Linked DNA regions of Mus musculus: all the other regions are linked to region 2. Evidence: chromatin contacts called from public HiChIP or PLAC-seq data. All regions are on one chromosome and are shown on one strand. The core of a region is the stretch at or near the end of the contact, and the rest is flanking DNA. Distances in the headings are between cores, read along the strand shown. Region 1 overlaps Inpp4b (inositol polyphosphate-4-phosphatase, type II). Region 2 overlaps Inpp4b (inositol polyphosphate-4-phosphatase, type II). Region 3 overlaps Inpp4b (inositol polyphosphate-4-phosphatase, type II). Region 4 overlaps Inpp4b (inositol polyphosphate-4-phosphatase, type II).

Region 1 (5,814 bases), core at 1,512-4,011, 180 kb before region 2:
TCTTACCAGTTGGAACATCTTCTGGATATATGCCCAGGAGAGGTATTGCAGGATTCTCCAGTACTACTATGTCCAATTTTCTGAGGAACCACCAGACTGATTTCCAGAGTGGTTGTACAAGCTTGCAATCCCACCAACAATGGAGGAGTGTTCCTTTTTCTCCACATCCTCGCCAGCATCTGCTGTCACCTGAATTTTTTATCTTAGCCATTCTGACTGGTGTGAGGTGGAATCTCAGGGTTGTTTTGATTTGCATTTCCCTGATGATTAAGGATGTTGAACATTTTTTTCAGGTGCTTCTCTGCCATTCAGTATTCCTCAGGTGAGAATTCTTTGTTCAGCTCTGAGCCCCATTTTTTAATGGGGTAAATTGATTTTCTGGAGTCGACCTTCTTGAGTTCTTTATATATATTGGATATTAGTCCCCTATCTGATTTAGGATAGGTAAAGATCCTTTCCCAATCTGTTGGTGGCCTTTTTGTCTTATTGATGGTGTCTTTTGCCTTGCAGAAGTTTTGCAGTTTCATGAGGTCCCATTTGTTGATTCCCGATCTTACAGCACAAGCCATTGCTGTTCTATTCAGGGATTTTTTTCCCCTGTACCCATATCTTAGAGGCTTTTCCCTACTTTCTCCTCTATAAGTTTCAGTGTCTCTTGTTCTATGTGGAGTTCCTTAATCCACGTAGATTTGACCTCAGTACAAGGAGATAGGAATGGATCAATTCGCATTCTTCTACATGATAACTGCCAGTTGTGCCAGCACCATTTGTTGAAAATGCTGTCTTTTTTCCACTGGATGGTTTTTGCTCCCTTGTCAAAGATCAAGGGACCATAGGTGTGTGGGTTCATCTCTGGGTCTTCAGTTCTATTCCATTGGTCTACTTGTGTGTTGCTATACCAGTACCATGCCGTTTTTATCACAATTGCTCTGTAGTACAGCTTTAGGTCTGCTCTTAACTCCAATTAGCCAACACTTAGGGCTGTGTTTTCTTGACTCCTTACCCATGGCAGCTTCTCCCTCCTTCTTCTTTCCTTGTGGTTCTCTTCCAACCTCAAGCCCACCTATGTCTCTTCTGCTCAGCTATTACTGTTGGCAATTTTATTCACCAATCAGAAATAACTTGAGGGCAGGGTCACTTATCATCTTAAGTGTGGACTCTCTCATCTCTGGCTAGTCTTGGGGGCTGGGTATTAGCATTAGAGTCTAAGAAGCATCAGGCCAACCTACTACACCCCCTTCCTTTTCTTTCTCCTCCCTTGGGTCCCTTCCTCATGCCTCTTCTGAAGGAAAGACAATTCATTCACTAGAATGAGCTCAAATCTTCCACTTCATTCTGTTTTATGCCCCATTTCTTTTATGCATTCAGTTAGTTTTTGCTATATCCAGTATGTTCAGGATGATATAAATCTTAAAATGTCAGAATGTAGGTGGACATCTCCATCTAGAGCTCTGGATTGAGAGAAAGAGAGAGTAAGAGATGGGATGTTTTTACAGTGGAAGTTTCATTTTTTGATGAATGGGAAGGACATTAACACTTTATGTCTTTATTGCGTTGTTAAAAGAAAAATGTGACAAAAATGAAGTGTTGGCAAAATAGTTTTATTTACTTCATTAACATTTATAGCCCTGGACAATATGCAGCTTATTGGAAGTCCATACAAAATATTAATACTGCAGTTACAGCCACAGCTACAAATGGAGATCTACACTGTGCTGAATTGCTTAATTAAGGTAATGCTGGTGTTAAGGTAATAGACTCTGGGGTGGGTATACTGAACGTCAGTTCTTAGTTTTCAATCAATTAACATATGACCTTTGTTAATTACATAATGTTGTTAGACCTGTAATTCTGGCCACTTGGAAGGCAGAAGCAGGAAGATCACAAGTTTAAGTCCTGACCTATAAAGAGAGTTCAAAGCTTGTCTGGGACACTTAGCCAGATTTTGTGTCCCAATTTAAAAATTGGAAAAATAGAGGTGGATACAGCCCAATGAGTTGTTTTCCAGCATACACTAGTTCCAGGATTTCACCTGGAGAACACATAAAGGAATAAAAAGAAGGATATATAGATATAGACATAGATAGATAGATAGATAGATAGATAGATAGATAGATAGATAGATAGATAGATAGAGATGATATAGATATATGAATCTCTCACTCTCTCAGATATATATATGAAAAGGTGGGATGTTGATGCTTTCCTACCTATGACAGAAGGGAAATAATAGTACTGATTTATAGAAGTTTTTCATTTTTAAATACAAGTGGGTTATGCTATGCAATAGTGCTTAGAATGGAGTTGTGGATATGGAAAACATAGTATGTTAGTTATATATTTTATGAGTATCATTATCATATACAATCCATACAGTTGCATAACCTAGTAGAGATGATCTTCCTATTTATCCGTGTGAAATAAGTTGAGAGATGCTTGACAGATCTTAGGAATGAGGAGTAAGTTGCACTTTAAATTCCACTGAGTAGCACTGGAGTGACGCATGGTTCTTTGACCACATCAATGCTATGACCCATACATATGTCAATATTGTAGAAGTACAAACAATTGAAATGGAAACTTCTGGTTTCTTTGGAAAGTCAGTTACGTTAAATGATGTTTTGCTGGGGCACATAAGTGAAAGGATGTTTTGCTAAAGCAAACGTGTGAAAGAATATTTTAATGAAGCAGGCACAGGTGAAAGGATGTTTTGCTATAGCAGAAATGAGAAAGTACACGTGATGTTTAGAAAGAATGTAAATGTGGCCCCTCAGACAGTGGGAGCTGGAGTGTTGGCTTGCCTTGCTCTGCATCACTAGACTTCACTAATGATGCACATAAATTGGTTTGCCTTACATGGCATTGATGAGCTTAGCTTGTGGTGACTGTGGAGAGAAACTCACAGTAGAACTTCTCCTCGTGAAGGTACTGCTCCTTTTTGTCAATTCTGTGGACTTGGGCCAGTTGACAAGTCTCACAGTTTCTTCTGGATTGAATGACTCCTGCTGATTTGTGTTTGGTGTTTGTTAGTGGACTGGACTGAGAACAACGAAGATTGCAATCACCCCAAAGGACTATTTCTAAACATGTCCACTTCCCATGTATTCTAATAATCTTTTTTTCCCACTACTTCTGGTAAATGGTGGGCTAGAATGGAGGTTGAACCCTTATTGAAGTAGGCTGTGAAAATATATGCCTACAGACAATGTCATCCAAAGTGTTCTCTTGTCTCTTGCAAGGTAAAACTAGTTGTAGCTGATACATGTCCAGTGCTGAATCTACTGTGCAAGGACTGTACAGTTGGTGGATAGTTGTAATCATTGTTGGCTTTACCACAAGCTATAATGGGACTGAATGAAATTGATACAGTTTTCTAATTTCTTAGTTGATCCACATTGTTTATTTGTCTGCTGTTAAATTGGTGAGTAGGCTTAATATAGGGGGAAAGAAATTCATACTTCACCCTCATTACCTTATTTCACATTTATATTCGATGTTAGAGAAAAATTGTGGGACTGTGAGAGGCAGCCTGGTTTCTGGTTGAGCTAGGTTTAAAACCCCAGTGCCCCAGAAGGTGACCGTAGCCTGCAAGGGACAGTAGGTGTTTTGTCACACTCCTAGACACAGGTTCCAGACAGGAGGCCACAGCTCTCCACTTCATGGGTCTGTGGACATCAGTCATGTAAGGGAATGCCTCAAGCCCTCCACAGGTAGAGGATGTGACCACAGATCATGTAGCCTCAAGACAGACCCCATTTTAATGAGGCACCTAAAGGTCTGAAGGGCTTAGTCAATTAAGCTCCCCTTCCCCGACACTCCTCCCTGCAAAAAATATTTTACCTCAGGCTTGCCCTGAGAAAAATGGGGTACAGTTCCACTTATCAGAATTATCTACCATGACAATAAGTGCTTTAAAACCATGGACTGTCTCTTATTTGGATCCACTGTGGGAAACAATGGAGCAGGTTTTTCTCTAAAGAGCAATGTCTAATCTCCCTCAGGAGGCCTCTCTGCATTCCCAGCGATGGTCACCATCACTGCTGAGCCAAGCCAAGGACTCTCTCCTCCCCACAGGACCCAGCCAGAGCCCTCCTCCTGCCCTTTTCCCTTCACCTTGGCTATATCCAACCTGCGGGCCACCACTCTGTTCTCAGCACTTCTGCTGCATCCAGCGACATCTGTGGTGCCCAAGAGTCTGAGGACCTGCCATGCTCAGCCTTCATGCTGGCCAGGACTCCGAGTCAACTTTGCCAAGTCCACGGGGACATTAGACTGTGCCTCCCCACCCCTGGAGCGGGATCCTACAGCATCTCACAGCCTGACCCTCGTCCTGCATCTGCATGTGGGGGTGGGGTGCAGTCACAACTTCCGTGTTCTGCCTTGTCCAGCAGCTCAAGACCTGGGCAGGACACTGGCTGCCTTTTAACCCACAAGAAATTGTGTAGGATGCTGAAAGCCACCAAACAAAACAGAAGCCATGATTATGGGCATGGATTAAAATGTTCTGCCTGTGTTCTTTTTTTCTTTTCTTTTTTCTAATGTTTCATTTTTTAAATTAGGTATTTTCCTTGTTTACATTTCCAATGCTATCCCAAAAGTCCCCCATACCTACCCCCACAATCCCCAACCCATCCACTCCCCCTTTTTGGCCCTGGCGTTCCCCTGTACTAGGGCATCTAAAGTTTTCAAGTCCAATGGGCCTCTCTTTCCAGTGATGGCCGAATAGGCCATCTTTTGATACATATGCAGCTAAAGACACGAGCTCCAGGGGGTACTGGTTAGTTCATATTGTTCCACCTATAGGGTTGCAGTTCTCTTTAGCTCCTTGGGTACTTTCTCTAGCTCCTCCATTGGGGGCCGTGTGACCCATCCAATAGCTGATTGTAATCATCCACTTCTGTGTTTGCTAGGCCCCGGCATAGTCTCACAAGAGACAGCTATATCTGGGTCCTTTCAGCAAAATCTTGCTAGTGTATGCAATGGTGTCAGCGTTTGGAAGCTGATTATGGGATGGATCCCTGGATATGGCAATTACTAGATGGTCCATCATTTCATCACAGCTCCAAATTTTGTCTCTGTAACTCCTTCCATGGGTGTTTTGTTCCCATTTCTAAGAAGGGGCAAAGTGTCCACACTTTGGTCTTCGTTCTGCCTGTGTTCTTAACTTTGTGCTGAAATTAACAGAGAAATTATAGTACGAAAAATTCAAATAGACTATGCAAGAGCATAGTAGCACTAAGGGCTTTTGAAATTTTTAGTTTGGGGTGTGTAGTTTTATGAATTTTAACACAGTGTAGACAGCCCCCAACACAATTAGACTGAGAAACCTCATCATCTCAGTGGGCTCCCAGAGAAGGAATGTCTTAAGTGAATCTTTAACAAATAAGATTAGAAGGTTAAACCCAGAGATACAAATAAATGTGAGAAATGACAGAAAGTAAATTTGAGTGAAATGGGAAGAACTCTCCATTGGCTAAAAATTCACCGTAATTTAGTGAAACTGACTCAGCCTTGAAAAATGTTTTTTTTTTAAATCTTCCTCCTTCTATCTCAGTATCTATAACTGTGAATCACTGTTACATCCTGTGAGACTGAACATTTAAGAAATAATATTTTATTCTAAATACTAAAGACATTTGTTTTCTTCTTCCATTTCCTGGTGGTTTACTCCTGAAACACAGCCTCTGTGTGCATACAAGTGGAGGTAGAAGACAGCCTTGGGTGGATTTCATTCTTCAGACAGGATCTATCAATGTGCTTTGTTTTGGTTTTCTGTCTGAACTTATGAGCATCAATTTTGCCCTAATAGGCTAG
Region 2 (5,858 bases), core at 3,317-5,816:
CATGGAGGGATGTTCTTTACTGGCTTGCTTCCCCTGGCTTGCTCAGCCTGCTCTCTTATAGAACCCAAGACTACCAGCCAAGGGATGGTCCCACCCACCAGTGGCCCTTCCCCCTTGATCACTAATTGAGAAAATGCCCCACAGCTGGATCTCATGGAGGCATTTCCCCAACTGAAGCTCCTTTCTCTGTGATAACTCCAGCTGTGACAAAACCAGCCAGTACACATGTTTTGAATTGCTCTAAACATCTTATCATGTCTTGTCTTCCTGCTTGGCCTGCCTCTGGTTCTCTTTTCTTAATAGATTCTGAGTGTTATCTTTTGGCTATATGAAATAAATATTTACTAACTTTGCTGCCAAATAGAATGGGAACTTCCCAATATGCTGATGTACTTTCTTAGTAATGGTTATTTGGCTTGTTTGCAACATTTTCTTTTTTATTGGAGCTTCACTAGTGAACATTTTCCAAACAATTTCTTTACAACCATGTGTAAACATTTCTTTCCAATAACTGCTTGAAAGCAGCATTGGTTTACCACTTTATCAGATATTATCAGCTTAGCTTGTACTACGTCTGTCACTCACTTCAACTGTATCAGACATCACCACCTTGGTTTCTCCTATGGCTGGCATCAGTTTTCAGCTACACCTATATGTAGTCAACTTGGTTTCTGCTATGACTTGCCTTGGATTTTAACAGGTATTGCCAGCTTGGTTTGTATTCTGGTTGATGCTCCATCAGTGCAGAAACTTCTATGACTTAAGTTCACCAATATTTTGATTTGAAGTTTAATAGTGTTACCTTTTGGTGTCATATCTCATTTACTTTGCCAGATGGCTAGTGAATTTCAAAATTGTCCGATGTGTTTCTCAGCCAGTTCTGCTTGATATATTTAATTACTAGTAAATACAATTGGAAGGATTTTGTTTCTGATGGAGGTTTTTGCCTTTTGCTATTGATTTGCTGGCATTTAAAATATTTCCTGGAAAGTAATCTTCATCTATTATAATTGTTATCTATATTTGTCTTCTTTATTCCACTTTTGCAAATGTAATTTGACCTTTTCTAATTATAAAGTACAAGCTTAGATTATGGATTTGTGATGCCTTTTCCTAATACATGCATTTAAATCTATTGCATTTCCTCAAGAACATTTTGACATGTATTATATATATTTCCTTGATTTCAAATATATAACACATATCATTATAACTTCATTTTAGATCCATGGGTTATGTGGAAATATACAATTTAACTCCAGTTATTTGGAGGGCTTTCTAAATATCTTTTACTGAGTATTTCCCTGTATAATTTTACTGTGGCAAAAAATATATCTTCGATGACGTTGTATCTTTTAACTTGCTAGGTTTTATTTTATGATCCACACACATTACCTTAGTGAATTCTTCATGTTACTTTGCAAAAGAAAATGTGAGTTGTGCTGTCAGGTGGCTAGGGTTCTCGGTGTAAGATAGGTGATTTTGTTGGTAGGATTGTTTGTCTACCTCTATAGTGAAGAGGAACATTGATTTCTTCAGATATAACTCTGCGTGTATCTATTTCTTTTCCTGTTAGATTTATATCAGATTATTCACATATGACTTATTTAGGCTTATTTTGCCTTTTGGTGATTAACATTTTAAAACTAACAATGACCCTGTTAAAATTAGTAGATATATAATAAATTGTGTTCAGTATTTGAGACGTGACCCCAGCCTTCTTCTGATGAGTGTTTGGAGTATACATGTTTTCTCATCCTTTTGCTTCTTACCTATCTATAATATCATATTAAAATGTAACAAAAATAATTAAACATAGCTGTGAAATAGAGTTTGCATGTTCTATTCTGCATATCTTAGTTCTAAAAACTGGTGTGTATGTGAAATAAATTCAAAGTAATATAATTAATTGATGTTTGGATTAAAACCATTATGGTCACTAGATTCAATATATTCTAGTTTTTTTCTGTTTTTTAAAATTACAGAGGCATTTAAAATTTTTATTCTACTATATCTCCATTATTAGCTTATTGCACACATTTAAATGTCATTAATGGTTATCTCATAATTGTCATAGTCAGTGCAATTCTTCAGTGTCTACCTTCTTTTTTTTTAATTTTTTTATTACGTATTTTCCTCAATTACATTTCCAATGCTATTCCAAAAGCCCCCCCACCCTCCCCCCCCACTCCCCTACCCACCCATTCCCATTTTTTGGCCCTGGTGTTCCCCTGTACTGGGGCATATAAAGTTTGCCTGACCAATGGACCTCTCTTTCCAGTGATGGCCGACTAGGCCATCTTTTGATACATATGCAGCTAGAGTCAAGAAGCTCTGGGGTACTGGTTAGTTCATAATGTTGTTCCACCGATAGGGTTGCAGACCTCTTTAGCTCCTTGGATACTTTCTCTAGCTCCTCCATTGGAGACCCTGTGATCCATCCAATAGTTGACTGTGAGAATCCACTTCTGTGTTTGCTAGGCCCCGGCCTAGTCTCACAAGGGACAGCTATATCACGGTCCTTGCAACAAAGGCTTGCTAGTGTATGCAATGGTGTCATCGTTTGGAGGCTAATTATGGGATAGATCCCTGGATATGGCAGTCTCTAGATGGTCCTTCCTTTTGTCTCAGCTCCAAACTTTGTCTCTGTAACTCCTTCCATGGGTGATTTTTTCTAATTCTAAGAAGGAGAAAATTTACAAAATTCCTAGGCAAATGGTTGGACCTGGAGGGCATCATCCTGAGTGAGGTAACCCAGTGTCTACCTTCTAATGTGTTAGTAGAATAATCATATTCTATACCCTTAATATATAAGCAGTTCAATATATACATCAGTGCTTCTTGTGCTTTTTAGTGTTGGTTTCACACACACACACACACACACACACACACACACAATTCATATTTATATTTTAGATGATTTAAGCAAAAATACTTTTATATTATTTTTGCTTTAAACTAGTGGTTGCTGTCTGTGGCTTACAAGTCAAATCCAGATTATAGTGAGTTTTGTCTGTAAAGTTTATCAGTATAGCATGCCTGTATTTTATATATTATCAGTGGCTGATTTTACATTGAAACAACTAAGTTGAGCATTTTTGTAACGACAACAACAAAAATAAGGCCCACAAACCATTTGCTTTTTCTTTAATTTTTGTTCTGTTCTCGGTGCCGCAGGACCAGCCCAGGACCTTGTACACTTACCGTAGGAATAGACAATGTTCATATCTGCCTTAGGCAATTATCTTTTGTCCTTATTAGAAGCAAGAGGAAATGAAGTTAACTTCTATTTTCTTTGTGCCATCCTGGAGCTGCTCATTTATTTCATAGACCTGCATGTGTCTGTTATGCTTGAAGAACTTCTCTTAAGGTTTTTTGAAATGCTGATAATGAGGTTGTCATTCATTATTTCTGGATAAGAGCTGTTAGCACACAACAGCACTTAGCAGTTGCTTCCTCCTTGTGTAGAATGCTGGGTTGATGGGTTTTCTAATTTCAGAACACAGAAGACACCATTTGTTTTTTTCTGTAATGCATAGCTTCTAGCGTGAAGCCATTGTGTTTCTCAACTTGTTTTCTTTTGCTTGGATTTTCCCTGTGATTGGTGTTCAATGCTATGAATAAGACTTATACTGTGTGTGTGTGTGTGTGTGACAGAGAGACAGAGACAGAGAGACAGAGAGATACAGAGAAAGATAGAGAGACATAGAGAGAGAGAAGAGAGAGAGAGAGAGAGAGAGAGAGAGAGAGAGATATGCCTACTGGTGTATAGGGGTCTATTATCTTTTATAATGTTTGCTGAGCTTGGATATGTGTGTCAATGCCTTTAATCATTTTTGGAGCAATCTCAGTCAGTACTGCCTCAAATATTTGCTCCATTCTCTCCCCTGAGAGATAGAATGTGCTTGGTGTTGTCACCCACATGTCACCAGTCTCTTTGCTTTCCATGACTCTGTTTGGGTGGATTCTACTGACCTATGTTCTGGTTTCCTAGTTTGTAGGTTATGACACAGTTATACATCAGTCTGCCAGAAACAGTCTTCATTGTGCTACTCAGTGTATTTTACATTCTTAATATTAACTTTATTTGTTTTGCTGTTTCTGTCTTTGCTAACATTTCTCATGTAGTTGTGTAGAATTTTCTGCTATAGCCTCAGAATTATCTCTTTTGATTTGGTTTTTGATCGTTTCAGCATTTGTGTACTGTCTAGATCTGACTTTTTAGATGACATTCCTACATTTTTTTCTTAAAATAATTTTCTTGTTTTAGCTCCCCCTCCCTGCTTCTTCTGCTCTTCCCCTTGTTCTTCCCATCCTCTTCCTCCTCCTTTCTTCCTCGTTTTTCTCCTGCTCCTTTCCCTGCTCCTCCTACTTTTCCTTGTTCATTTACCTCTTCTTCCTTATCTGTGTGCTATGTAGAACAGTTGAGTCTCAGCAAAAGAGTGTTCATGACTAGAGGTAGACATCCCAGTTTTACTTCTAAGCCTTTACTGTTTGTACAGAGGAGGTGGAATCAGTCTAGTAAGTAGCTTAGCAGGGCTTTGGTATAGTTTCTATGACAACCCTCAGTGCATAACTGAACTAACTGCATGTTCCTTTGGTGTTGCTATTACTTAGTAGAGGGAGGGCTGAATGAATGGAAACTTTGCTCTCTGCTCTCAACTTTAGGCTTTTGCTGGGAGAGAAGTTCACTGTTCAATGCTGTCGTGTCTCTACTAGTGGTGTGCAAGTATCATTAGCACTCGGTAGTCTGTTGAGGTGGGGGTAGGAGTCAGGTAGGAATGTCCTCTACTATCTTCTTAGAGCCCACACCTTAGAGCCCACACCACATAGTAAGCTCTTTGATCTTGGAGCACTGTAATAAAGCATGTGAAAGTCCTTACTGACCCTGTCTCCTGAGATTTCCCTCTCTTTATCTGTTTCCACTACATAATTGCAATGGGTCTAGGTGTGTAGCATCATGGACGGACCTGTTATTTCTGCACTGTTTGGATGTGATGAGGGTAGTGCTATGTTCTTTTTCTGAGATGACTGCTCTTCCTCCCATGGGTATGTGTCACAAAGAGGTGCAGTCTCTAGACACCCACTCAGCTCTGTGGTGTTTTTTTTTATAAGTACCTGAGTGATGCCTAAGACAGAGAATCTATTAATGAGTCTAGACAACCCTTGACTTGTGGGTCTTGTATATCTGATGCTACCTCTGAACTGACTATTAGTAATTCATCAAACATTCTGACTGAGTTTTTACTACCAGTGTGTGGCCTGGCATTCTTCTCCTCATTCTTGGTCCAATGTGTTTTCTAGATTCAGATTGATTGATGACCTTTCAACATTTTTGGAAAGTTTTGATTGTATACATTGCTGACTTTTTCTTGACATAGGGTAAGGCTCTTTCTCTTAAGTCTTTGCAAATGGAAGCTTGAAAGTTCTGTGTCTATTTTCTAGATGTGTATTCTGGTTTTTTTCATTGCTACAGTATTGTTTGTTCACAGACAATACTGTTATAATAATAATAATAATAATAATAATAATAATAATAATAACAACAACTGTTACTGTTGATAGATATCTTTGATTTGCATTACTCTTATAACAGATGCTGACCAAAATCAACTTGAGGAGGGGTTTACTTCAGTGTATATGTGCCGATCATAGGATCCATATCAAGGTAGGGACTCAAGGAAGAAATATAGAGGAAGAACTAAAGCAGAGATCATGAAAGAATGCTGCTTATTGTCTTTGTCTTTAATATTTGGCCAGCTTGCTTTCTTGGTCACCCCAGGGCCACCTGTTCAGTGGTGCCACTGTCTATGTTGTCCTTGTCTCTCCTACATCAATCGTTAACAAAAAAATAGTCT
Region 3 (5,570 bases), core at 2,809-5,308, 220 kb before region 2:
ATGGGACTTCAGTGCTAGTACAGATGCCAGAATATGACAGGTTAAGTAAGGGTAGCAGTGAATTCAGGCTAAAAGTTGGGTAAGCCAAGATGATGTCCTTTGTCAACAAAAACCAAAGAAAATTGTTTGTTTGTTACCAAAGCAAATGGTAAGTGGAGAATGAGGGAAATGAAGGCTTATGCCACAAAATTATAGTATCTCTGTGTATTTTTTGTTTATCTCTCAGATGGACTTCACACTCTTGGAGGACTTTATCTTCCAGGCAGACCTGATCATCACCATTTTGAAACAGAGCAGCTGTCACGACATATAGGAGACCCTGATGTTATTGGACCTACCAACATTCCCTGTGGAGGGAAGTGGGGTTGCAAAGATTCCCAAATTCATAAGGTCTTTCCACGATACTCATGAGGGCACTTTCTTCCACAATTATCACCATATGAGAGCTTGAACAATAGACTGTAGACTAGGGCATGCTTCTTGACCTGGCTGCTTATAAGTTGCCCAGATCATTTATAGGTGGTAGAGTTGTCATTGAGTCACCAATGTTTCTGTAAGAAATCTTGATAAAGCAATTGGCTTACCAAGCTGGACCTGAATGGAATCTCTGCTTTGGTTTTTTCAGTATCATGTCTACCTGAGGGCTGGAGAGTGATTCTTTCTGTCTCTTCCCAGAAAATGTCATACAACAGGGTGGCATTTAGCTTTCTATCTACATTCTTACATGCAAGTTATGGTGTGGAATAAGGTTGCTTGCTGCACAGATGACATAAGATGTTCTCTCATGGTTTTATGGACTCTTCAGGATGTGTACGTGATTGGAGTGCCAGGCTACTCTGTCTTATCAGAGGACACAGAAAAGGGCAGAGAGGGAATATTCTGACTTAGGACCATGGCATGGATCAGTTTATCCCACAGACTAGTGTTGTTGTAACCTTCCTGGTATCAGCCTTCCCAGCCTCCTGTTCTAACCTTCTGATGACTCCTTCAATATTTAATATTTTCTGGGTCAACCTAGGAGCAGTTCTCACAATCCCAGCTCTCATTATATCACTACACTTGACCTCTTGTCTGATTAAATTTTGGTTCATCTTGGCCCGTCCTGTCTCCTTGATTCAATGTTATGACATGACACATGGCTTTCATTTGTATGAGTGACACCAGTACAACCATGGAGCCCTATGCCTGACAACTGAGATTTGATTGGAGATAACTCAGTGCTCATTTAGAAAGAACACTGGAGCTGTCTTAATGAACATTATACAACTGATTTAAATTCTGCTGCACAGTCTATTAAATCATAGCTGCTGGGTAGGCTTCTACATTTGTAGCATGCTGCTAAAAACACGATGCATCTTATTATTCTCCCAACCCTCTATTTCCAATCATAGATTTGTACATAGTATTTTACAAATAAACCACTAATTTTCAGATAATTGCATCAGGAAAGTGACAGCTCTATTATACTTGGTCTTTTGCTTAGAAAAACGCATTAATGTACAAGATACATTTAGATCTCCAGCCTGAGAAAGATTGTTTTCAGCATTATTCAAGTTTATTGTATGAATTCATCTTATCTTATTTTTTTTTTATTTTCAGGAAAAGAAAATAGCTATTGAATTTGGCAGAGTTGTCTGTTTGGGTTTTTCTGGTTAAGATCACCCATGCTTCAGCTTCTGCAGAGCTTTATAAGATCCATGTGTGCATTTTCAGCTCTTGTTTTGTTGGACATCCCCTGCAGAATGCTATGTCTTTGTGCAGTCATGAAACAGGGCCAAGACTTCAATGTCTCTAAATGGGAGTTTAATTTGTCAAATAATACTTTATATAGTTTAAATATAATTATAATTTTACTATGCAGGGATAGGTATTGTTTAAAACTAAATTAAAAGTGAATGTTTAAACCACAACTTGCTTTGTGGTTTTGTAACTATTCTCAACATTGTTGATTCTGGAATAATCTTCTCCTTTATTCTCCAAGACCTAACTACTGGACTGGTAGGGAAATGAAAGTTCTTATAGAAAACGGTGGCTTTTCTTGGGTGTTTGCTCCCTGGGGAGAAAACGTTTTCTTGAGAAGATTTAGTTGTTTTATTTCCTTGTGTGTGTAACCAAAGCAAGGTTATTTTACAAGAGTCTTTTAAAAGACATCAAATTTAGTAAATGTAATCCAATTTTGTTTAAAATTATTTTGTGTATGTATGAATGGTGTGTGTCTGTGTGGTTTTTATGCACAAGTGTGCTGGAGCACATGCCAGTGTGCCTGAACTCCTACATCAACTCCTAACTCAAGGATGTCCTGCTCTGTCACTCACTGCCTTATTTCTTTGGAAGAAGGTCTCTCAGTAACCCTAGAGCCAGGCTAGGGACACGCAAACTCCAGCAATCTTCCTGGTTCTATCTTTCACAGTTCTGGGATCACAGAGATGTGTAGTCATTTTTGGCTTTGGATGGATGTTGGAGATTTGAGCTCAGGTCTTCATGCTTGTTCAGGAAGCAGTCTTATCCACTGGACCATCTCTCCAGAGATCTTAAAACTATTAATCTTTCTACCAAGTAGAAGGCAGAAATTATGAAATCCTAGATATTTCTATTTCAATTCTTTATTTTTTATTTTTGAGAATTCTCTATATAAGTGCTGTATCTATATCATTCTCTTCCTCCTTCCCTCCATTCTCAACCATATCGCTTCCACTCCTCAAATTCATAGTTTCTTATTCTTTTATTCTTTAATTATAACACACACCCCCCCACACATGTATGCACACACATGTTAACTAGTACAACCTGCTGAAATCATTTACTTTTGCTCATAGGTATTTAGGCTGACTTCTTGGGGCTTACTGATTCTGCCATTGTCAACAACCGTCAATTGTCCAAAGTTCTTCTTCTGTCCAAAGTCCTGTGAGAATGTATGTTTTGGTCCTAACAATACATTAAAAGTAATTGTTGAAGAAATAAGACTCCAATCTATCTGGTCACATGCTGGCTTCTGAATAGTAATTCCAGAAAAAAATGATGTCACATGATCCAAAAGTTTTTCTCCCTCCAGTTATGAAGAGGCAGTGCTTCTGTTTCAAGAACACTGGGTAATTTGTCATAGATATTGAGTGAGAAGTGAGGGTAAGTCTCAGGTCCTCTGCTTCATCCACTATTTCAGAGTGACCTTGAGATGGAGAAGAGTATAGAACATATATGATTATGGACTGTCTGACCCAGGCAGTTTCACTCTTCCTCTGTGTTTTATATGAAGCAACTGGTAAGAGGTCATGTGAGCAAAGTGGCATGTCTAATTCAGTGAGTAATTTCAAGACTTTGTAGTAGAGACATAGCCACCTCAGTCTCTGGCTTTCTGATCTAGCCCAGGGAAACACAGAGAAGAGTGAACCCAGCAGATTCTTCAGTCAAATGAAGGCATACTGAGCTTGTCTTCATCAGGAATGACCAAGCAACTAAGATTTTAATCTCCTGTTGCTCCCAAATCAGGATGCATCATAGACTCTAGTACATGTGATTTTCTCCGTTAGTTCATCTCCCTCTACTTGATTTTAAACACAGACATCACAGCTTGACTTTATTAGAAGTGCTAATCTGAGCATCCTCTTTAGAGAAATCTATATCCTAGCCATGAACCTGTGCTATGTTTGGAAATGGGAATGGAATCGTTGCTGAATTCACTTTCCCTTCCTCTTTTGCAAAGGTATCACAGACACATTGAAGTCCCCGTGACAGAAAGGTTACTTTTCCCTCTGAGCTATTTCACCAGGCTTTGATAGAAATGTGGTGACATTGCAACTGCTGATAACATCAGGATAAGAAGAGGGTGGTGATGGTCCCATTGTCCTTGATGTCTGGTGATGAATCTGGGCACATGATTCCTCTTAAGTGCTTATCCCTGTTCGGTTCTGCAGGTCAGCTGAGCCTCATATACAGGACAGAATGCATCATTATCTATCAGGACTTGAATAGGCAGACTGACAAAAGACAAGTCACTTTCTATAAACCCCTTTCTCGGTATTGTCTAAAAATATCTTTGAGGGAAATGTGGCTGGTGTGTTGCTGGGGTGTCTGAGCTCATTTCTTAGTCCTGGCTGTGCTATGTGAAGAGCTCACTGTCATCACTGCCCAGAATGGAAAGGGGATGCTGGGATGTGTTTTAAGAGTTTAAATTAGCTTCTCTAATGAAGATGAAGCAGCCAGGGGAGGCCCTCTAGGTTGAGAGGAGGTGACCACTTACCTTTCCTTCTCTGGCCCTTCTGCCATTTCTCCAGCTGCTCTCTGCAGGAGAGCTCTGATTTCTTACAAGATTGTTTCCATGTTAAATCGACACTAAATCAAGAGCACAGTGAGCCCCCAACATACATAGTCTTTTTAAGTGAAGAAAATTTTGCAGGCAGTCAGGTATCCTGTGGGGACTGATGGAGAAGCAGGGAGACAACTAATAAAACCTACCCAAGAGGCTGGCACAAGAAGAAGTAAAAGAGTATCAAGATTAGTTAAAAACCCTTCACCCATCCCCACAGATCTTTTCTGTACAATATCAGCTAGAATTACTTACCTTACATGATTTTTCCTAATCTAAAAGAATCAAAAGACCATCTGAAATCTTTCTCCCCATGCTACAGCCATGTCAGGGCACTCCAGGTCATCCTGATTCTACCTGTGGGATACCTTGTGACTCAAAGGTCTAATCCAGTGTGTCCGTGCCTTGCAACACAGTCATCTCATATATTCATGGATCAATAAAAAATGTTCCATTGTGCCCTAAAGGGACTTAAGGACCAGACCCCGATTTCTCATCATGGTTCTGTTAGATGCTGAGTAGATCTTTTTTCCCTGCACAATGTTTCTAAGAATGCCATTGCTTGTTAAATAAAAATACAAAGGGCCATGAATGGAGATATAGAAGGTAATGTATCCTAGAAAAGATTTAGTAAATGTGTAAATGCCAATTAATTTGGTGCTGTAGAGAGTAGTATCTCTTCCTATCTCTATCTATCTATCTATCTATCTATCTATCTATCTATCTATCTATCTATCTATCTATCATCTATCCATCATCTATCTACCATCTATCTCTTATCTATCTGTCCATCTTACAAGGTAGAGACAATTCATTTGACTTAAAATTACATGAGTTTGGGGTGTAATTTAGTATCAGGAATGGAGAAGATGAATACTAATATTTAAATACTTTCTTAGTTTGTCTGAACATACATTTACGTAGAATAGGATTAATTCACTCAGAAATGTTTGTGTAAAGTAATAGTGAGACTTTGTGGCAACCTAGAATCCTAATGTATTGTGATATATCCTCTATGATTACCTTTGAAGAAGTAAGTAACACATCTTGAGAATTAATGCAATTAAGTCATACCATAAACCTTTCAAATATGCTATGGCTTCTTGTTCTAAAACAATCCTGGAATAGAGTTTGAGTAATTCTTTAAAGAATCATATTTTATGTTTGAAACTAATAAAATACGTTACAGTGGGCAATTTAGCACTTTCTATTAAAAGAAAACAATATAATTTTTTGCTGAAGATATTGTTCAGAAAATTGAGGTCAT
Region 4 (5,277 bases), core at 2,201-4,700, 240 kb before region 2:
CATTATAGTCACTGCTCAAAGGAAAAAAAAAATAAGGCCTTTTTCAAATACTTGCTAAATATAGTAGGTAGACAGATAATAGTAAAGTTTGAGGGAAAAAAAAAGAAAACAGGTGAAGACTAACTAAAACAAGCCTGTGTTTGACTTTCTCCTAACAGGTCTGAGTGACTCTACAATGTATTTTTGGAAGCTATCAGATACCTTAAGACAAACTTTCTCTTTTGTATGCATTCCTTTACCCACTTAGCTCATTATGTCTCTTTGTCTTTCCTTGTTATCACCCCCTCCCATCATACTACAGTGGGCTTACACCTTCTTGTGATTTTTTTTTCTTTTGCCGAGTCCCCACTAGTTTGGATTTCCTAAGGCACCTATTTCAGTAAGCATCTACTTTATTGATATTTTGATTCTGAAAGCTAGAGAAGCTAGAAGGTGCTATTGCTTCCAATCTGAGGCTAGCTACTTTTCTCAATTCCTTGAAAGCCAAGAAGGAGCAGCATTATCTTGCTTTGCAGCTTCAAGACAGAGAAGGCATGGCAGGAGTGGCTGCTGTCCTTGGTGGTAAGGACAACAGGTAGCTTGTGTACATCTTTGCAGACCAGAGGGTATAGGGGCTGGAGCACATAAAGTCCAACCTCCTAGTGAGCTAGTTCTTCTAGCTAGCAATCCTTCCAAAGACCCCACAGTCTCCCAAAATGCACTACTGTGTGGAGATCGAATGTTCAAACACACAAGCCTGTGGGAGATACTTTATGTTCAAACTACAGTCATGGTTCCATGTGTAAGTCATGTGAAAATCATGCTCCCATGTATCAGCTACAAAAGTCCTACTTGCAGTCACTCTGTAGCCATAAAGGATTGGGCTGAATCGATAATTCTTTTGGGAAAATGAGGAGAATATGACTGATTGTTTCAAGGATAGCAAGGTTATGTAAAGATAACAGGCAAGAATGATACTACTGAAAAAGAAAAGAATGATACTACTGGGGCTTCTGTCTAGATCATTTAGCTTGAGCACGGTCTCTGTTGTTCACTGAAAATCAAGGAAAAGAGCTAGCTTCTCGGGGATTATAAATTCAGTCCCTATGTTAATTTAAGGTGCTCTGAGAGAATAGAGAAGAGCTGTCCAACGCAGATCTGTGATCTGGATTAGCAGCTGAGAAGTAGTCACCTTGACTACCAAGGCCCTGTGTAAGTCCACAGGAAATAGATTTATAGTAGGAAATAAATGGTGACATGTGAGATGTGGTGTTTTATGGATAATCAGAAAAAGAAAGGGGCAGTAAACGTGATTGAAAATAGGGATTAGAAAGAAAATTAAGAGAGTATACAGTTTCAGGGAGATAATGGCCTATACTATCCAATGTCTCCAAACTGCCAAATACTATAAGACCAGAGAAATTAATTGGATTTGGTGTTTAGTCTTGCCTTTGGGAAGAAAGGCACTGTTTGAGGGAGATACAGCTGAATTGCTGTGGGTCAAAGAATGAGTAGGCAGTGAAAAGTACAGGGAGAACTGCTGTTTATTTCAAGAGGTTTGGGATAGAAAAGAATAAACTTGTGCAACATCAGGACCAGACACTCAGGGAAGAGTTGCTCTCATCATTTACTAAGGAAAACCAGTCTTCCACATGTTTACTTCTCTGAAAAGAGTGAGCTAAGACTGGTGGAAGATAATGAAGGAGGACTTGTGTTTTAGGACTTCTCAAAAACAAGACACAGGGCTCTGCACATAGTGCTGGTGAAAGTTAACTTTAACTAGTGTCCATGGCAAACACCTGCAGAGAACTGCAACTCTGTATATTCTATGACAATAAGTTCAGAAATTTTCATATGAAGTTTTCTTTTGTCCCATGAATTTAAAGCGGTGACAGATATCATGGTTATACAGGATTTAAATAAAGTATGTATGGAGAGATAGTTTTACTAAATTATATATTATTCCTCTACCATTGTATACACTGCTTGCTATAGAACACAATGTAATTAAAGCTCTCTAAGCAGATGTTCTCTCTTGATTTACTGCTGGAAACTAGCCATCTCTAAGTAGTTTCAGCACAGTATCTATCAATAGAACTCCAAACTCCAGCTCCAGTTATCCATGATGTAACTTTCAATTTCAAGAGTGTCTGCTACCACCCACCCAATATCTGATCATGTTCCTCTCGTCCCCTCCATGTCCTCTTTCCTACTCAGGTCCCTCCCTTTCCCTTCTGCGATTGCTTTCTTCTTCCTCCCAAGTGGGATTGAGGCATCCTCACTTGCGCTCTTTGTCTTGTTAACATTTTTAAGGTATGAAGCTCTGAGGGCCAGCAGAAAGAATGGAAACAGATAACCTCAGGAGAGTGGAGATGGAGAATGTACCAGAGACCTGGGAGGTAGAAGACTTTCAGGACTCAAAGGGAGGGACATTAAAGTGAATGCCCTACAGTGCAGAGAGGGAACTCATAGAGCCCACCTGCAGCAGAGGTTGCCATCCCACAGTCAAAAACTCTGACCCATATTTTTTCCTGCCTGAAAGAACTGCAGGGACAAAAATGAAGAAGAGCCTGAGGTAAAGGAGATCCAGCAACAGGCCCAAATTGAGATCCAGCTCAAGGAGAGGTTCCAAGGCCTGACACTATTATTGAGGCTATGGAGAACTCACAAAAAGTGGCCTATTGTGACCACCCTCTGAAAGACCAAATAAGAAGTTGAAAGAGTCAGATGCAGATATTTGCACCCAACCAGCAGGCAGAAGCTACTGACCCCTGTGGTTGAATTAGGGAAAAGTTGGAAAAAGCTGAGGAGGAGGGTGATCCTGTAGAAGGACCAGCAGTCTCAGCTAACCTGAACCCTTGAGATCTCTCAGACACTGGGCCACCTACCTGGCAGCATATACCTGCTGATATGAGGCCCCTGACACATACACAGCAGAGGACTTACAGGTTTCCACTCAGTCAGAGAAGATGCACCTAACCCTCAAGAGGCTGGAGGCCCCAGGGAGTGGGAAAGTATAGTGGTGTGGGGAGCTGGGGATTGAGGGCATCCTTGTGAAGATGGAATGGGATAGAGAACAGTCAGAGAGTAGACAGGGAAGGGGATGACAGCTAGACTGTAAAAAAGGATTAAATGATTTATTTTTTAAAAAAGAGTGTCTACTGTGCAACAAGTTTCTATGCTTTGTCTCTTCTTGCTTCTTTATCTTGCTGTTTGACTCATCCTGTATTGCGGGTGACACCTTGAGTCCTCTTTGTGATAGACAGAGCTTCCTGTGTTACCCACTCTTACTGAGATATCTTCATTGGTTTTGGGGGTATTACTCTCTTTTTCTCTCAAGATCAGTCATGGCAACTGACTACTGAGTGCCAGGGTTTGCATATGTGTGTTTTCCACATGGCAGTGCTACAGACACTGATGGTTATGCTCAAATTTTGGCACAATGAGTGCTACCAGAACAAACAGAGACTGCGTGGTCCCTGTCATGTCTAGCCAACTCTTCACTACCAGAGTGTTTCCAGTGTTCTCTAAAGCTGTGTGGTTTGGAACAACAGCTTTTTGATCTCTAAGCAGAAAGTCCCTTTCTGTTTCAGTACTCATTACCTCTAATGGATATAAAGAACAGTGGTACACTTTCTTCCATTCTACTGGGGATGAGATAGGCTGCATAAAACTGAACCATTCCATAAGAAATTATATATATATGCATACACACACACACACACACACACACACACACACACACACACACACACACACACATAAACTATAAACCGTAAGCATCAGACCCCACCCATGCTCAATTATTTAATGGCACTCACTGGACTCATTGTGAAAACAGGGGGGGTACATTTTACTTTTGTCTTCCTGAAGCTCTTACCTTAGTCTTAATAATATGTTTAAGAAAAATCTTTTCACCTTTGCTACATACTGACCTCTTAACAGGAAATCTGGCTGATATAGAATCGATGTCCAACCATTTAATGTAACTGAGTGAAAAATTCATTACCTTTGTTCTATGATATTAACTCATCTTTTTAAAAAGAAGAAACTTTTTATTCACTGTGATGGAATTTTGAACACAGAATTATCACTTATGAGAAAGTGTCTCTGTTAGCAAAGATTAATGCTTCAGATAGGATTATTAAATTTTTTCTTGGGTTTAAAGTGACTGTGTCACTTTATGAGGGTTATTTTTTTTGCAGTCACTTCTGACAATATAGGACATCAGAAATATTTCAAAGTTTGTTAGCTAAATTATAGAAATAGGTTCACACATAGAGTAGGAGACAGTGTGCAGGCCACGTACTGTTCTCCCACACGCTCCACTTTAAGCGTGGTCTGATATCTTTTTTGTGTGTAGATGAGGGGTCAGTCCTAGAAGGAGTTAGGAAACCTGTTCTAAACAACACTTCTGTCTTAGTTAAGGTTTCATTGCTCTGAAGAGACACTATGACCAAAGCAACTCTTATAAGGACATTTAATTGGGACTGGCTTACAGTTTTAGAGGTACAGTCCATTATTATAGCAGAAAGCATGGCAGCTTTCAGGCAGACATGGTGCTAGAGGAGCCGAGAGTTCTACATCTTGATCTGAAGGCAGGCAGAAGGAGATTCTCTTCTGCAGGTAGCTAGGAGGAGGCTCTCTTCCATACTGAATGGAACTGAAGCATAGAACCTCAAAACTCACCTCAAAAACTCAGTGATGTACTTCCCCCAACAGGGTCCCATCTACTCCAAGAAGACCATACCTCCTAATAGTATCACTTCGCATGGGCCAAGCATGTTCAACCTTCCACAGCAGCATAGAAGTACTTAAAGTAGACTGAAATATTATCCCTGAGCAAGTTCTTCAAATTCAACTATTTTAGACATATTTGTCTCTGCTCAGCAAAGCTAGATATCAGTATTTCTGTATGAAAATGGCTCCATGGACTGGTATATAATTCAGTGATAATAATGTGTACTTGGTGTGTGATAGTCAGACATTGAATTTAATTTTCAGCAATAAAACAAAACCAGACAAAACCCAAACAAATGAACTTAAACACTCAATCAATACCACAAAGACTACTTTGATGTCATCTAATTTTAGATGGAGCCAGCATCAAGTTCAGGAGTGATCATGGCATTAAATTAAGGGTAACTATTATCAGATTCTAATATTTATTCTCAAATGTTGTAGCTTGGAAATTGAAAGGAAATCCAAATATATGCTATATCTAGAAACTTCTAATTATACATTTAAATAAGTACTTTTATTTGTACAATGTGAAAAATGCTGCTATAAAAAAAAGAA

Evidence for each region. HiChIP or PLAC-seq counts read pairs in DNA pulled down with a chosen protein or histone mark.
Region 1: an H3K27ac HiChIP or PLAC-seq map of regulatory T cells shows a contact between it and region 2, with 5 times the contacts expected there. The contact joins two enhancer-like sites. A contact is called at or near these places in 3 of 115 datasets of contacts at active chromatin or transcription factors (Th2 cells, astrocytes and regulatory T cells) and 2 of 9 other capture datasets (adipose tissue and pancreatic islet).
Region 3: a contact with region 2 is called in a CTCF HiChIP or PLAC-seq map of CD8 T cells, with 5 read pairs. The contact joins two enhancer-like sites. A contact is called at or near these places in 1 of 15 datasets of contacts at CTCF or cohesin (CD8 T cells), 1 of 484 Hi-C or Micro-C datasets (embryonic fibroblasts) and 1 of 115 datasets of contacts at active chromatin or transcription factors (CD8 T cells).
Region 4: a BATF HiChIP or PLAC-seq map of CD8 T cells shows a contact between it and region 2, with 16 read pairs. The contact joins two enhancer-like sites. A contact is called at or near these places in 1 of 15 datasets of contacts at CTCF or cohesin (CD8 T cells), 2 of 484 Hi-C or Micro-C datasets (CD4 T cells and CD8 T cells), 1 of 115 datasets of contacts at active chromatin or transcription factors (CD8 T cells) and 1 of 9 other capture datasets (liver).

Annotation. Positions count from the first base shown.
Region 1 is chr8:81,556,105-81,561,918 of GRCm38.p6, forward strand. The region is part of intron 2 of Inpp4b (inositol polyphosphate-4-phosphatase, type II); the gene reads left to right. Among named protein-coding and RNA genes, the nearest start is that of Gm51582, 220 kb to the left of the region's middle. Within about 2 kb of position 2,762, at least 18 of the 459 cell types and tissues checked have an H3K27ac peak or open chromatin away from gene starts, as enhancers often do. A contact at or near this core is called in regulatory T cells, where this site is marked.
Region 2 is chr8:81,731,250-81,737,107 of GRCm38.p6, forward strand. All of the region lies in intron 3 of Inpp4b (inositol polyphosphate-4-phosphatase, type II), which reads left to right. Among named protein-coding and RNA genes, the nearest start is that of Gm51582, 390 kb to the left of the region's middle. Within about 2 kb of position 4,567, at least 18 of the 459 cell types and tissues checked have an H3K27ac peak or open chromatin away from gene starts, as enhancers often do. A contact at or near this core is called in CD8 T cells and regulatory T cells, where this site is marked.
Region 3 is chr8:81,511,318-81,516,887 of GRCm38.p6, forward strand. The region is part of intron 2 of Inpp4b (inositol polyphosphate-4-phosphatase, type II); the gene reads left to right. Among named protein-coding and RNA genes, the nearest start is that of Gm51582, 170 kb to the left of the region's middle. Within about 2 kb of position 4,059, at least 12 of the 459 cell types and tissues checked have an H3K27ac peak or open chromatin away from gene starts, as enhancers often do. A contact at or near this core is called in CD8 T cells, where this site is marked.
Region 4 is chr8:81,494,486-81,499,762 of GRCm38.p6, forward strand. All of the region lies in intron 2 of Inpp4b (inositol polyphosphate-4-phosphatase, type II), which reads left to right. Among named protein-coding and RNA genes, the nearest start is that of Gm51582, 150 kb to the left of the region's middle. Within about 2 kb of position 3,451, at least 25 of the 459 cell types and tissues checked have an H3K27ac peak or open chromatin away from gene starts, as enhancers often do. A contact at or near this core is called in CD8 T cells, where this site is marked.